Regions from separate parts of the Mus musculus genome. Here region 2 is linked to region 1. Evidence: chromatin contacts called from public promoter capture Hi-C data. All regions are on one chromosome and are shown on one strand. Each heading gives the region's core, a stretch centred on a gene start, on an enhancer-like site or on the middle of the called end of the contact. The rest is flanking DNA. Distances are from core to core; before and after follow the strand shown.

Region 1 (7,200 bases), core at 4,058-6,557:
GTCTACAAACTGTGACCAAACACTACTACCGTGTCCACACTGGGTGAAGCACAGGAAGGGCAGCTAACATTCAGAAGGCCCCGAGCCTGTGCCTCCTGGGGTTCAGGCCAGATCTCCATCTGTGAACCACCAATTATGCTCCCAGGAGGCCACAGTCCAAACACTACCCACCCACCCTGCTGTCTGGCCAGGATGAAAAGTGTCATTCCAGCACAGAGCCCAGACCTTCAGCCTCATTTCTGAAACAGGAAGGCATCTTACCAGATGCCTCTGAAGGACACACAGACCTTCAGCTCTGTGTCTATGAGAAAAGTCAAGCTAAAAGAGGCACCTGGCCCAGGAGTACAGCACTACCCAACAGAAGAAGCCTATTTGAAATTCACAAACATCCATCCAGTAACAAAAGTCCAGTTCCCTTGCCTGTTTCCTGCCCATAGGATCATTCTCTGCGGTCTACATCAAAATGTCATTCCTTTCTGTCTGTCTCCTCCCTTGCCTGGATTCTGCAGTGACTAACCTATGTAGATGCTTACAACTACTTGTGGGCCGAGTTGAAACTACATGCGTTCACAATAGAACACCTACGGTATTTCTATGCACAAACATTAATTTAAACGAACCAATTTTGCTTTCAGGTATAGATGCATATTCTTTAACTCCATACAAGCATCTCAGAATTACCCATTGCCTGGCACACGAAGCAGCAACTGGACAACCACTCCGCAGAAAACCTGTCACCCAAGGCAACCACAAACACAAAGGATGAACACGGTCCAGCCAAAATTCTGCAGAGTCATTATTTGATATGGAGGTAGTCCCTTCTGGAACAAGACTGAATTAAGACTGCTGTCCTAAAAGATAAATAAGTGAGCTCATACAGTTGGCTCTGGAATGTGATTTTGCACTTTTTTTTTTCTGACAAATATAGATAGATAAGTCTATAGGGACTCACTATGAAAACCTTGTCTGAATCATGCTAGGGGACCATCTGGTTTGTTTCTTACCCTGACTCAGTTCCTTTCCTCAACCTTTCCAGTGGCAGCAGGGCCATGGCAAAGAACACAGAAGAAGACCTGTGTCTCCGCTGCTCTAAAGCCCAGGAAGGTTACGGAGCCTCTGGTCAGTTCACTCTGTTAATATAAAGACACAGTCATTGGTGATTTTAGTGCCACTCACAAGAGTCCAAATGGTTGGTGTTTGAATGGTATACAGGTACCATGGAGGAGAAGGGATTCTCTACTCTTTCAAGGATCGGAGCCTCAGCTGCTTCATTTGTATACACACACACACACAAGTACACACAAATGCACAAACATACACCGGCACACACCTATCACTTCCCTTAAAATACCCTGAAGTAGCACAACAGCAACAGTCATAATCCCCACGGGTGAGTATTCCCACGACACAGCCGATGTCGGTAACTCTGAATGTGCTCTATAGCTGAAGAATCCCCAAGTACCAACACGACACCGGACTCCGCGCTTTCCCTACGCATAAGGCGAAACACAGTCGGTAGCTTCTAGAAATACAGCTCACCACACTCACAAGCTAAAAAGGGAGAAACATATGGTCAGCTCAGCTGGTGCAAAAGTCGCATTTGACAAAATGAAACACCCATTCATGACAAAAATCTCAGCCCTCTGGCAAGGAGGGAAAAGGAACCCTCTGAAGCACAGCCACACAGAGAGCCCTGCAGCTAAGGCAGGGGAGCAGTGAGAGACTCAGAACCAAAGCAGCGGCCATACCCCCCGCCCCACCCCAACACCTGCTCTTACAGAAATTCAGGGCAGCAAGAGGGAAAGAGAAAGGGAAAACCAACCGGAAAGGAAGGAGTCAAATATGGTGTCTAAGAAAGACACTGATCAAGTACATGGAAAACACCCAGCAGTCTACAAATCGCTATGGAAACCACCAAACCATCAAGAGGGCTCTTAAAGGCTCCTAAAGGACACATCTATAGCATAATTATGGTAGTGATTCCCAAAAAGCACTCTCAAATCAAAAACTGGTGAATTTTAATGCATATAAATTACACCACAGAATAAAGGGTTGTGGGAAAGGAAGCAAATGTCTCACTACTCCACAGCCAACAGGCTGCAGCCCTGCTGTCTTCCTCGGGCAATGCAGCAGGAGGCAGTGGAGTTCCCCCCACCCAGGCCAGCTTCCTGATTGGGGACCCGTGAGTCAGAAGAAGTCCTGAGGAAGGCACTGGAAATAATACAAGGGATGTGAAGCTTCCAGCTTCCTGAGGCCGCACACAGGCCATATAAAGTGAATGGCTACAGCACTCGCTCTCCAGCTGTGAGCCACCATCAAGTGTCTCTCCAGTCTCTAATCTCAATACATGGATGGAGGCTGAGGCAGGGTGACTGTCTCAAGGGTGAGACCCAGTGTGAAAAGCAAAACTTTATGGGTAAGCGTTAATAACACAGAAATGCAGTGCTAGAAGTCCAACTGACACACCAAGGGGCCTCCCTAAGCCTGGCTCTGTAATGTCATAGGGAAACTGAGGTGGCTCCAGCAGAGAAAATGACTTGCCCAACATACATACAAAATTCTGCCAAAGATCAAACAGACGCTGTTGAGATGGAACAAATTCAAAACTGCATATAATTTGGATTTGTAATTTATATACATAACTAACAAAGTGATCCATACATATAATCCCAGCACAGCTGTGTGACTCCTCCCTCTGAGGAAGGAGGAATCCTGCATCCAGGCACAGGCCTGCCTGAAGAACGGCACACTTGGAACCTCAGGCTAGACCCTGAGCCTTACCTTACCCAGCAATCCTGCTTTGGATGGGCACAATGGCTACTCTGACAATCAAAGGAAGAAGGACAGAGGCTGGAGTAGGCTGCAGCATACTATACATACTGGGCCAGCAGCAAGCGCCACCTCCCTCCTGAGGACTCATCATCAAACCTAGCTACAGCTGAGCCCAAGCCGAGGCTTCTTAGAGTCTAGAAACAAGCAGAACTGGCTTCGTCTGGCCAAAAGTATCAAGTGTGTTTTCATTTAAAATTTACATCAATGGGAAATGTCCTAATCTAGCCTGTTCAAACTTCTCATTTTCACTGACTGTTTAAAAAGCAAAAGTCCCGGAGCAGCATTAACTATCAAAACACACTGAAGGCAGACTTTTTCCTCTTCCCTAACAATTTTAAATTGTCCACCCACTCAAACCAGAAAGGGTTTTTTCCTGGACTCCATCCCTTCCTCAGCCCCCACAGACTGAGGTCAGCCTGTTCCTCCTGTCCACACTATCCCTCCCTTCCTCCCCCATGCCCAGACACCTACCCATCTCCTACCCCAGCCCCGTCTGCACCCACACTGGTTCAGAGGGATCTTGCTGACACTCGGGTCTGTCTCAAAAGTCCTCCACCGCTCTCTCAGAAGAGGACATAGCCTAAGCTCTGTCAGCTTAACACAGAGCATTAAAGGAGAAGTAGACCAGGAGCAGTCAGCATGTACTTAGAATAAACCCATTCCCTGTTAAAGACAAAGAGACTAAAGGAAAACAATAATTAGGGGGCTGGAGAGATGGCCCAGTGGTTAAGGGTACTGTTTGCTCTTGCAGTGGACCCTGGTTTGGTTCTCAGCCATCCAAGCTCCTGACACCCTCTTCTGACCTTTCTACGGGCTCCAAGCATGAATGCAATACACATACATATATACATGCAGAAAAGAATGCAAATAATAATAATTAACTGTGGCCAGGTGTGGTGATGCATGTTCATGATCCTAGTTGGGGGTGGGGTGGGGGATGGTGGCATGAGAATTTGAAACCGACCTAGGTTATAGAGACCCTGTCTTGAAGGACGAGGAGGAGGAGGAAGAGGAGGAGAAGGAGGAGGAGGAGGAAGAATGCACTGTGTATCTGAGAGAGAAAGAGGGAGGGACTGGGGCATACACAATCATGTACTGGCTTTTAATACTTTAAATTAATTCCACCAATCTTTAAATTCCCCTTGGCTCTTTGATAAGGCCCTCCTATTTAATAAACACTAAATTAAGAGTGTTTATACCATTTTAGTTTTATTAATCTTCTTAACACAAAAGATTCTGGTTTGGAACACTCTCCAAAATACATTTGGTATTGGGCACATTTCAAATTAAAAATATAAAATAATAATAATGCAAAGATGAGGCTACAGGAGTGAGCAGGGTGGCTCAGTGGATACAGGTACATGTTCACACACACACACACGCGTCAATGAAATGTAATCATAACTAAGATGGAGCTACATCAGGAGTCTAGGAGAATCATCATTTTAATCCATCTCTTTGAAGGTCTCCACAGACTTAATGTCACCAGGCGTCCTGAAAACATGGTCTTTGCCTTGTGGTGCTCAATTACCTACAGACTTCAGCTTATACAAATCTGGAGAGATGCTCACTGGGTCAAGTGCTCACCACTAAAGCACGGGACCTGAGTCTGGATCTCCAGCATTCACAGAAAATGCCAGGTTTGAAGGCAAATGGTGGGAAGACAGAGATGGGCGAGTCCCTGGAGCTTGCCAGTTGGCTAGTCTCACCAATCAGTGAGAGGCTCTGTCTCAAAAAATAAAATAATATTATTTCACATATATAATTTATAATATATAATACATATATGGCTGCAATCAAGTAAGATACATATCAGCCTCGGTCTCCACACATGTGCACACCAAACATATACACATGCGTATACTGCACACTCAAATATACATGAACTCATACACACACACATAGCTACTCAGATCCGCCAAGGTCCTTCTCTCTTCTCCAGTGATCTGGGACCACCCAGCGCAGGGTCTTTGGACCTCAGAATTAACAACACTAAGAACAGTAGTGTTCTCCGTGGCCCAGGCATTCTTGTGCACTATGGGACATTTGGTAGCACCTTTGGCTTCACCCACTAGACGCCAGAAGCACCCCTTGCCCTGAGCACTCAAACATGTCTCCAGACCTTGCCGAGAATCCCTCTGAATCACAGCTGCCCAGACTCAGCAGCACCTCTCTCGTCCCACCACCTACCCCATTCTCGAGGAGACCTACACAGCTTGCCTCTCAACCACTTTCTGCATCTTGAGGCACCTTTGGATTCAAAGCACCTTGCAAAACTGGCTGACTGTTTTCTCAACACCATCCTCACAGCCTATCTGACTACACTGCCACTCAACAGGAGCAACATCTCAGCATCCAGCTACTTCTCAGCCACCAGCACACCATGGCCTCTGCTGTGCCTGAGGCTGCCCCAGCTTTTTCTTCCTCTTACTTCACTGCCTGTCCTCTGCCACAGTGTAAGCCTGCCAAGAGCCTTTGGCTATACAAAAGAGAAGGATTTTGGCATGAGCTACACACCCAGCCTTGGAGACTGGGAGCAACATTCTAGCTTGTGAAATAACAAACAAGGCCGTGAGCAAAATCGGAGCATCCAAAGACAAGGCTGGCATTCTGTGCTCCATGCATAACACTGCCATCCTGCAAGGCCTCCTGGCCTCTCCTCATACATGAGGTTCTGGGAGTGACTGTGTCTCCAGGGACACAGCCCCTCCCTGCTCCATGATACAATCCTGATACCAGGAAGACAGGGCATCTGTGTGGTTCAAAAGGTCATCCCACCCAGCCAGGTTCAAACTCCAGGCACCATCTCTGATTTGATTCAGTGGACATCAGTCACTCTAGCCACACTCAGGTTCCTACTCACAGCCTGAAGGGAAAACTGCAGTGGGTGTGTCAGTGGGTGTGTCGGTTGAGAACAGGAGCTGCACTCCTTGTCTGGGGCCTTGGGGGAGGCTGGGAGAGCCGGCTCCCAGGCTCCTGTCTGCACCACTTATCACTGGCAGTCAACGTGCCCGCTCTGAAATTCCTCTGAACACTTCCCCAAACAGGATATGTTCAATCAGTGAGTCATGAAAAGTGGGATATTTCTAGAAATGCAATGGAAGGAAGGTGTGGGAGCGAATTTCTAAAGAGAATGAACAAAAAGACAATATGGAAAGCTAATCAGGAATTTACAGGGCCGGAAGTGGCCGTTGGCTGGGCCTTTGCAAAGAGCCCCACAGCCTCAGGCTGATCAGCCTGTAAGCTGGACTACCCCAGATGTATCCAACTCAGTAACACAGCCATCTGGTGCTAGGCAGGTCCACCTTTCTGCTCCTCAGTTCCACCAGCCCTGGGACTTGGAATGAGAGTTCCAGCTCCTGGATTCACACTGTGGGCAGAGCCTGCTTTGGAGACTTTGGTCAGGATCTGCGTGTTTCCTCCAGCCCCACAGGTTGGCTTTCCAAGTGTCCCAACAGTTTCTGGCTCCTCATGTAATTTTGAGATACTCTTACCACTCAGCAGGGCTCATGGACCAACTGCTCCTACAGCAATCCTGACTCAGGGCAGCCAAACTACGAATGTCTCCAGTCTTACAGATTCAAAATTCAAACCCAGAGAGATGACAGGTGGGACAGTCAGAGTCAGGACAAAGTGGAACCCAAGACTGAGCTGGCCTGGACCTCCGGCTTTTCAACATCTCTTGGGCACCCTTTCTTCTCTAAACGTGGATGAGATGACAACACACACAGACTGTGTTTAACACTCACTGAGAGGACTGGAGACATGGCTCAGCTCTTCTGAAGGTCCTGAGTTTAAATCCCAGCAACCACATGGTGGCTCACAACCATCCTCTTAACAACTCTGACTTCGTCTTCCGGAGTGTCTGAAGACAGCTACAGTGTACTTACATATAATAAATAAATAAATCTTTAAAAAAACAAACACTCACTGAGCACCGTCACCATGTCAGGTATGCGGTAAGTGCAATATAAGTATTCCTTAAACAAGTAAATGAGGTGTTTCCCCGGGTCACAACAGTGTCAGCAGGTGAAGCCAGCGACTGGAGTTCAAGTCCAGCAGGCTTCAAGGCAGATAGACAGATGCTCTGAGCACTGTTCAGGCTAAGGCAGAACACAAGCTCTGTAGGAAACAGGCCAACTGTACCCTTTCTCTGCATTTTCTTTTAAAACATAGTAATCCCAGCCCACCATACTCATAAGTATTACTAAAGAATGAAATCTGAAGAATTTATAAAAAGCCCCTTCTTTGGGCAGGGGGTGGAGATGGGAGGGGGAGTCACAAACACTAAACAGCTATTGAGCCTATAAAGAAACAAGGAGCGCTTTAGTAAAAAGCCTTTCATCAGCATAACCTACACTGCCGGCT
Region 2 (7,628 bases), core at 4,267-6,766, 150 kb before region 1:
ATAAGGTCAATGTAAGGAAGGGCATCCATTCCTTCCAGGCCAGGGTGGATCCCACAGTCCAGCTGAAGGAGGAAAAATCCAAACAGACAAAACAGATGACAGCCTGCTACACATCTGATAAAAGTCATCCAGCAGGCAGACACTGGGACCACACTCAGAGGAGCCCAGTACTGGTGCACTCAGAACTGTCTCACACAAGCCAGGATGTGCCGCAGCAGCTTCAATCTCTTTAGATATAGCTCACATTTAGCAGCACAGATTTGCTGGGATTCACTCTACAAATGAGTTCTTCCTCAAGTACTCTGCTAAGAAGCTGGCAGACATTTATAAGTTTTGGGGCATTCTCCCATGAGGGAGAGCACCATCAACACATTCCTACAAGCTGGTGACTGGGGATTCATTCTACGAGGTGTTACTTCCAAGTTAAGAAATGCTTAAATGAGGGCTGGAGAGATGGCTCAGCGGTTAAGTTAAGAGCATTGTCTGCTCTTCCAGAGGTACTGAGTTCAGTCCCTAGCAATCACATGGTGGCTCACAACCATCTATAACTGTATTTCTAGGAGAGTCACTGCCCTTTCCTGGCCTCTGCAGGCACCAGGCACAAACATGGTGCACAGATACCCATACAAGCCAAATACCCATACACGTAACATAATTTTTTAATTAGGTGACTTTGGTGGACACATGGTGGTTCTTTTAAGACTAAGAGAACTAGGGACTAGAGAGATGGCTCAGTGTTTAAGTGGATGCTCTTCCAGGGGTCCTAAGTTCAATTCCACATCTCAGAAACATCTTTAATGAGATCTGATGCCCTCTTCTGGTGTGTTTGAAGGCAGCTACAGTGTACTCACATACATTAAATAAAAAAATAAATCTTAAAACAAAACAAAACAAACCTAGAAAACTAAAAAAAGGAGCATCAAGGAACTAGAGCCAGTGTCCCCCTTTCTCCTGGGACCTTTGGAACCAGTGCTCCTGATCCTTCAGCCTAGCCTCTCAGGCAAAGAGATGGGCCTGACAGAGCCAGCAGGACTGGTGTCACTTGTGGGGTGGTCAAAGTTGACACCCATTGAAGGCAGTTAATTCCTTGATGTCTTCCAAAGGGGTGGGGTCCTCAGGTTGTGTAGACAAGGGAATCACAAGGACTTTGAAGAGACAACAGTCTGGCAGATGTAGCTGGCAGTTTTACAGTGTTACAATATATCTTTTTAGGTTACTTAATGTTTTTAATTACTAAGCAAAGTGTGTTAGGCTTTCTCTCAGCACAGAGTGTTAGCTCCATATACACATACTCTCTCAGATAGGGCTACAGAGATAACTAGCTCAGTAGTACAGATCTAACAGCCAGTACAGACAGAGCTACACTGTTTTCTTGGCAGCATAAATAATTGCTATCTAGGCTAAGAGTGTGATTCAGCAGTAGGACACATGCCTGGCCCACACATGGCCCAAAATCCAATTTCCAGTACCAAATAGTAATAACAGCAACAATAATAATTACCATGATTTTCCTTCCTTTGAACTCCAGAATAATACATGATCTTCCCACTTCTTGCCCAGCACCACTGCAAACAGTCAAGGGGAGAAATAAGGTGATTAAAAAGCAATCAAGCAGCCAGAGCTCGGTTTGGAGGCACACACGGACAACGGCAGCACTGGGGGCCACGGCAACGATGTCAGTGTTCAGTACGACCTGTATCACCCCACCACAGTAACACTCAACATACTAAATTCAAACTCTTTCACAACTTTAACTGCCCGAGTTATGACAGTAGTCACTTAATTCCCGAGGAAGGACAGTTCTAGAGTTCAAACAGAGGGTGAGTGCCGGTGTAGGAAAAGGTGAAAAGCAATCCTCGGTGTGGCGGGCAGAGAGGGTGGGCACTGTGGGACTTTAAGATGTAAACAAGCAGTTGAGTAATCCTTCTAGAACAAAGCCATCACTTCAGTGTTACCTTGAGATCAGCTTATCACCACCTAGCCTGGTTGCCATGGTTTCAGCCTTTTCCCTTTGGGCACACCTTAAGCTAAAAATAACAGCTTGTTGGATATTTCCTCCCAAATCTCGCTCAAAATGAATTCTAAAGTGTGATACTAACTGCCTAGGACGGGTGTATCAGAGTGATCAGACCTCAAAGACCTTGTGATCTAGGAGCAAACAGGGATGAGATAGACCCTTACCACTGGGCTAGCCACAGACTCAGAGAGTAAGAAACAATAGGGATGCAATTCTAGCACTTGGGGGGTAGATAGAGAATAAAGCTGTCTGGTGGGTGGAGCGCTGTAGATCTGGGGCCAGCCTGACCTACAGAGAACTCCACGACAGCCAAGGAACATAGTGAGACTCTGTCTCAAAGAAATAAATGAATAAATTCCATGGTCATTTTTTTTGTCTTCAATTAAAATTCCTTGATTTTTATCTCCATGATTCTCATTTTGTTCTTAAGTCAGCTTCCCCACAGAGCTGCCTGTCTACATACCCCTCCTAAAAACCCCCACTCTTATTTACCAGCCTTTTCCAGCTACTTTTCTGAGATTGTTCTTGCTGCTAAGTGCAAACAGCTCTACTTGGTCCTTAACCCAACCAGTCCCCTTGGCAGCCATTACCTTCCTTGCTTAAGTGTTCCCTCAAGCACTTCCTGGCTTCTCTGACTCCACACTCTGGTCTGTCTTGCTGGCTTTCCCAGGTTTTTTTTTTTTTTTTTCCCCTTCTTCACTTATCTGCCTTGGCTCTCTAACCTCTGAATGCTAATATCTCAGAGTCTCTCCTGGCCCTCTTCCCAACTTCATGGTCTTTCCATTCATGCATCCGACATGCTGTTGAACTCGGAGTCTGTGTCTGCAGCTCAGACTGCTCTGAATTCTAGCCCTCTGGTACATGTACCTGCCATTTCAGCCTCTTTGCTGGGTTGCTGCCAGGCACTTCATGTTTAGTAGGCCAAGCTAGTTTTCACAGGCCCCTGGACTGGCTCTTTCTTCCTGGAGTGTTCGGTTCTCAGCTCCCTACACATCAGGCTCCTTTAGAACATTTGGGTCTCAGTCAGGTTTCATCTTCTCAGACACCTTCTCAACTGCCAACTCCACAGAGAAGGAAAAATAGACAGGTGGTTGCTGAAGGTTTGGGAGGGTGGCGAGACCTGAGCGTGGAGCCTAATGTGCTCTTTAGAAAGGGTAATGCAGGTGTCGGCTATGGGATTGGGCACTACAGTCATAGCAAAGGCTATATAATTCCCCAAACACACTAAAAACCATTGGAGCTCATCAGGATAACACACTCCTGTAATCCTAACACTGGGAGACTGAGGCAAGAGAATTGTCATGGGTTTGTTCCAGGCCAGTGTGTGCTACCTAGCGAGATTCTATGTTAACAGAAAACCTACAGACACATACATACTCCAAAGCAAACAAGCGCATATCGAAGTGCACAGCTTTATAAGGTATGGTAAGTTACATATTTACAACTCCCACCAAACAACAAGATCAAACTTTCTCCCTTGCTGCACCTCCTGTACAGAACCAAGAGACCTGACGTGTACTCTCTGCCTGTGTCCTGCCACCGTCCCTTCAGATGACATCTGACCACTTGTCAAGACTTTACTCCTGAACTCCTCAAATCCACTCCTTTCTACTCCCCCCCACCCCTTTCACTGGCTACCAGCTCTCATCACTCAGGACTGGACTGTGATTACATCCTACCAGATTCTCCTCACTTCGTCCATATTCGTCTACCACACTGGAGTTGTTCTTTGTTTTTCTTGTCACAACACTGATTGAAGCAAACAACATGTCACCACTTCCCCCAAAAGTGATGTTTTCACTCTGCCCCTTCAGGACAGCTCAGTGGCTCACGAGCAAAAGGCCACTGAATGAATGCTTTCAAAAGGGAAAGTAGCCACAACTTTAATCTAATTCCCACTGTATTACACAGTTGCTTTAAATCTTTTGTCGGCTTACTATAACTGGTGTGATAAACAGTCAAGCTCTTTAGTATGTATACAAGGTCCTTCATAAGGTAGAGATAGCCTGCCCCAATCCGTCTGCTAATCTGTTACCTGCAACCAAAGTAAAACTGGCCATAAATCAGAACCTTTTGTGTGCGCCTGGAACATTATGGTTCCAATACTGTCTTTAATTTTTTCCAACTCTTTAAGCCTTAGCTCGAATGTCAATCACATTTCCAGAATGCGTGAGATCTGTCAGAAGAGTTTCCAACTGTTTTGAGACTCAGCACAGTGCTGACCTATACTCCTGAAACAGATGTCAAAATGAGCACTGAGCACGGTCACTGGTATCACTGCACTGCCCAAGAGCAAGCACTCCTCACAGTGAGTGCTTTTTTCCACATGAGGAAGTGGGTTCATTGAGGCTACTTCCGTATTAAACAGGAAGACTGGGTTTCAGGTCTGACACCAACGTAGCTGTCTATTTTCACAAACTCATTCCAGCACTCCCCACTTTACAATTTCACCAAAGGCGTGAAATCAATGAACTCAGCCCATGCCTGGTGATTTTGTTTGATATTTGCTTAGTGTATATAGGGAGATGACAGCATCACTTGGGTACATTCATTGGTAAGTGCTCAGTAAATCTTACTTTATGAGTGGGTAAAGGAGATAGTTTCCGGCCTTTGAAAATGTACACATTCATGTGGTGCCAAATAGTGTCTCATGCTGAACAACAACCACGTGTATTGGATGAGTCTCACCGCTCATCCAGTACGTTCTGCACCTTTAAATGTGTGAGGCAATTCTCTACAAAATATTCCAGAACGCCATTTCCACTAAAACCAATCTTTTATGGTGATTTAGCTCTTAATTTCTCGCGGAAACGCCTCAGCTTTCCCCTCTCCAATTTCCTCCTACCTTCTGCTAAGGTCTGAGCTCTCAAAGTACATACACCACGTCTTTAATTTCCCCGCCCATCTGAGCACGTGTAGGGTCCTGGAAAGGAGGCAGATGCAGTTCTTCCTTGCAGTGTCCTCTATCTGTCGGTTCCCTCAAGGCTTGCTCTGATGTACGAGATCCAGACTTGTGTTAATTGGCAACCCTTTCTTTATGAAAACACCCAATGACCTGGATTTTTTTTCCCCAAAATACCCTCCCCGAGACTGAAGGAAAAATGACATTCAACCTAGATAGCCCATCGATCAATGTTCTCCAAATCCCTTGAACCTGAGAGGCTGGACCCGCAGCTGCCTCCGCGGGGGTCCCTCCAGGCTCTCACACATACGGGGAGGGGGGCTCGCTCCCTCTCTAGCGCATCCCTTACAGGGGTCGGATCAGCAGCTGGTCGCTCTCCTCTGCAGGAATCGCAGACATCCTGGCAGTCTCAGGAGCAGCGTGGACCACGAACTCGTCGCCGCAGTCTCTAAATTCAAAGCACAGCTACTGCAAACCAAAGAAGAAAAAACCCCCACCACCAACACACAACTTCCGGCGCTCTAGCGTTCCCGGAGCTAGATTCGGCCCTCCAACTTCCGGTTCGAGAACGAGGTTCTTTAGGTTCCCGGAGGTGCGGTTAAGGAACTGGAGGCGCGGCCTAAAGACTGCGCCTGCGCATGATAGGGGCGTGGCCCAGCGGACCAGGGCAGGAAAACTGGCAAAGCCGGAGCTGGAATACGAACTGGAATAACCTACCGGCCGCCGCCGCTGGACCATCCCACACCCCGCGAGACCGGGGCGACCGGGGAACGAGCCGAGGAGGCGAGGTGAGAACCGGGCCTCGCCTCAGCCGGGCCAGAGGGTGCGGGTGTGTGGGGAGTACCCCGCAGCCCGCCGTCCTCCCATTCCCTCCACGTCCCGAGGCTGAGGCACCGACAGAGTGCAAACCGGGGAAAGGAAGAGGAGCTCGGCGCCCGGTCAGGGAGGGACCCGCGTTCCCGTGACAGGTCTACCGCCTGCCTCCCCGGGGACCAGGCTCCGCAAGACCCTGAGGCCTCCCTCTGCTTGTTGCTGCACCCAGGTGGGGTTGGAGTTAGCTGTCTACATCCTCACTTGTGCGAGGCATGTGTGCAGAGCTTTGGAAGCCTGATCTTGTCGGGGTCCCCAAGTAAACTTTGTGATGTGGGACAAGTTATTGAATCTCTGGCTTGGTTGACTCACGTGAATGCAGCTGGGCGTTCTCACTGCTCGGAAGGCTCCGATGACCCTAGGGACCGGCTGCTCCAGATGGGCCAGAGTGAGGGCTAGCGGTTTCTGGAGCATCTTGGCGACGTTATTGGATATCACCTCCTAGGGCAATTGTCAGAACCCTGTAACGAGTCCTCTTCCGCTATACTGTCTATCTACTGAGAACCAATTCAGCCTCGCCTTGCACTAGTTAGTTGAGGGAGTGGGAGTTTAAAGAAGAAGATGACATTTTAATGCTGTGATCTGATGTCTTTTAGTCCAACCTGAAAGTCCAAGGAAGGCTTTCTTTAAAAGGCCCGAAATAAGTTGTGCGAGGCAAGTAGTTGCCAAGGAACTTACAAAATGAGAGTTCTGTGGGAGGGAAAGTTAGATAGTATAAGAACATACAGGAGCTTAGAACCGCTCAGAACCAAAGTGGCTTTGCGTTCCTGAGAGATGTGTAGCTCATTGTTGAAGACAAGCTTGAGAGAGAGTGGTTGGAGAGCCCTGGGTGGGTTCTTGCTGGAGGGATTTGACCTTCCTTAGTCAAATCTTAGTAGTCAAATCTTAGTAGGACACCGGTGAACAACGGCCTAATAATACTGAGCTCTGATCTGTGTTTGAAAGAAATCATTGTTATCTTCTTTTCCTCCTCCTCCTCCTCCTCCTCCTTCTTTTTTTTTTTTAAAGATTTATTTATTATTATATGTAAGTACACCGTAGCTGTCTTCAGATGCACCAGAAGAGGGCGCCAGACCTCATCACGGGTGGTTGTGAGCCACCATGTGGTTGCTGGGAATTGAACTCAGGACCTTCGGGAAGAGCAGTCAGTGCTCTTACCCGCTGAGCCACCTCTCCAGCCCCCCTCCTCCTTCTTTTTGTGGCTAAAATGTGGAGGCAGACCTTAGAGCCACAAGGAGTTCTGTAGGACAAGATCATTCATTCAGAGAGCTGACTCAGTGGATAAGAGCATCTACCTGTCTTATTGAGGATCCAAGTTTTGGTGCTTGTGGCTCAACACCAGCTCCAGGGGCAATCTACTCCTACACACACCTTTTCTTTTTTTAAAAGTAAGGGCTTTTACCCACAAAGCCTCTATAGTGGGTGTGTGGATTCTTTAAGTGTGTCAGACTGTGAACTTGGGCGTTTTCTATAGATTGAGGATCATCACATTCACGCTGAAAGAATGCCATTAGTTCCCCCCAAAGATGTGGGGCTGGTTACCAAGCTGAGGCAGAGTCTGCCATGGACCTGGGATCCTGGTCCTTAGTTGGATGTGAAGGTTGAAGAACAGTGAGGGATTGATGATTTTCTGGTTCCTACCAGTGATGGCTTAATTGCCTGAGTGGGAGAGACGAGGGAGGAGCAGGTCGGAGCCTCTGGCAGTTTTTGCATTTGATGAATCTGTGTAACTTTCAGCTGACAGATAGCATCCCCTGGCTCATTTTTAAGCATGAATAATTTAGAAGCAAGAACAATTTGATTAAGTACATACACCCAGAACAGCAGCAGATATCAAAG

What was found. Promoter capture Hi-C pulls out the DNA fragments that hold promoters and counts their contacts.
Region 2: a contact with region 1 is called in a promoter capture Hi-C map of liver. The contact joins the promoter of Cpsf3 here to the enhancer-like site in region 1. A contact is called at or near these places in 23 of 39 promoter capture datasets (the 3T3-L1 cell line, 3T3-L1-derived adipocytes, the C10 cell line and 14 more), 1 of 15 datasets of contacts at CTCF or cohesin (the NIH/3T3 cell line), 9 of 484 Hi-C or Micro-C datasets (the N1E-115 cell line, the Patski cell line, Sertoli cells and 4 more), 17 of 115 datasets of contacts at active chromatin or transcription factors (the SCID.adh cell line, acute myeloid leukemia, bone marrow-derived macrophages and 8 more) and 4 of 9 other capture datasets (adipose tissue, embryonic stem cells, liver and 1 more).

The regions. Positions count from the first base shown.
Region 1 is chr12:21,134,713-21,141,912 of GRCm38.p6, reverse strand. The region is part of intron 1 of Asap2 (ArfGAP with SH3 domain, ankyrin repeat and PH domain 2); the gene reads right to left. Among named protein-coding and RNA genes, the nearest start is that of Asap2, 27 kb to the right of the region's middle. Within about 2 kb of position 5,307, at least 139 of the 459 cell types and tissues checked have an H3K27ac peak or open chromatin away from gene starts, as enhancers often do. A contact at or near this core is called in 3T3-L1-derived adipocytes, the N1E-115 cell line, the NIH/3T3 cell line and 13 more, where this site is marked.
Region 2 is chr12:21,284,185-21,291,812 of GRCm38.p6, reverse strand. Cpsf3 (cleavage and polyadenylation specificity factor 3) reads right to left here and starts at 5,516. Exons shown (of 18, transcript NM_018813.3): 1 at 5,269-5,516; 2 at 1,502-1,565; 3 at 1-62. The coding sequence starts at 5,318. It overlaps Itgb1bp1 (integrin beta 1 binding protein 1), which reads left to right and starts at 5,529. Exons shown (of 7, transcript NM_008403.5): 1 at 5,529-5,707. It overlaps Gm25821 (a small nucleolar RNA gene), which reads right to left and starts at 3,886; the gene lies at 3,754-3,886.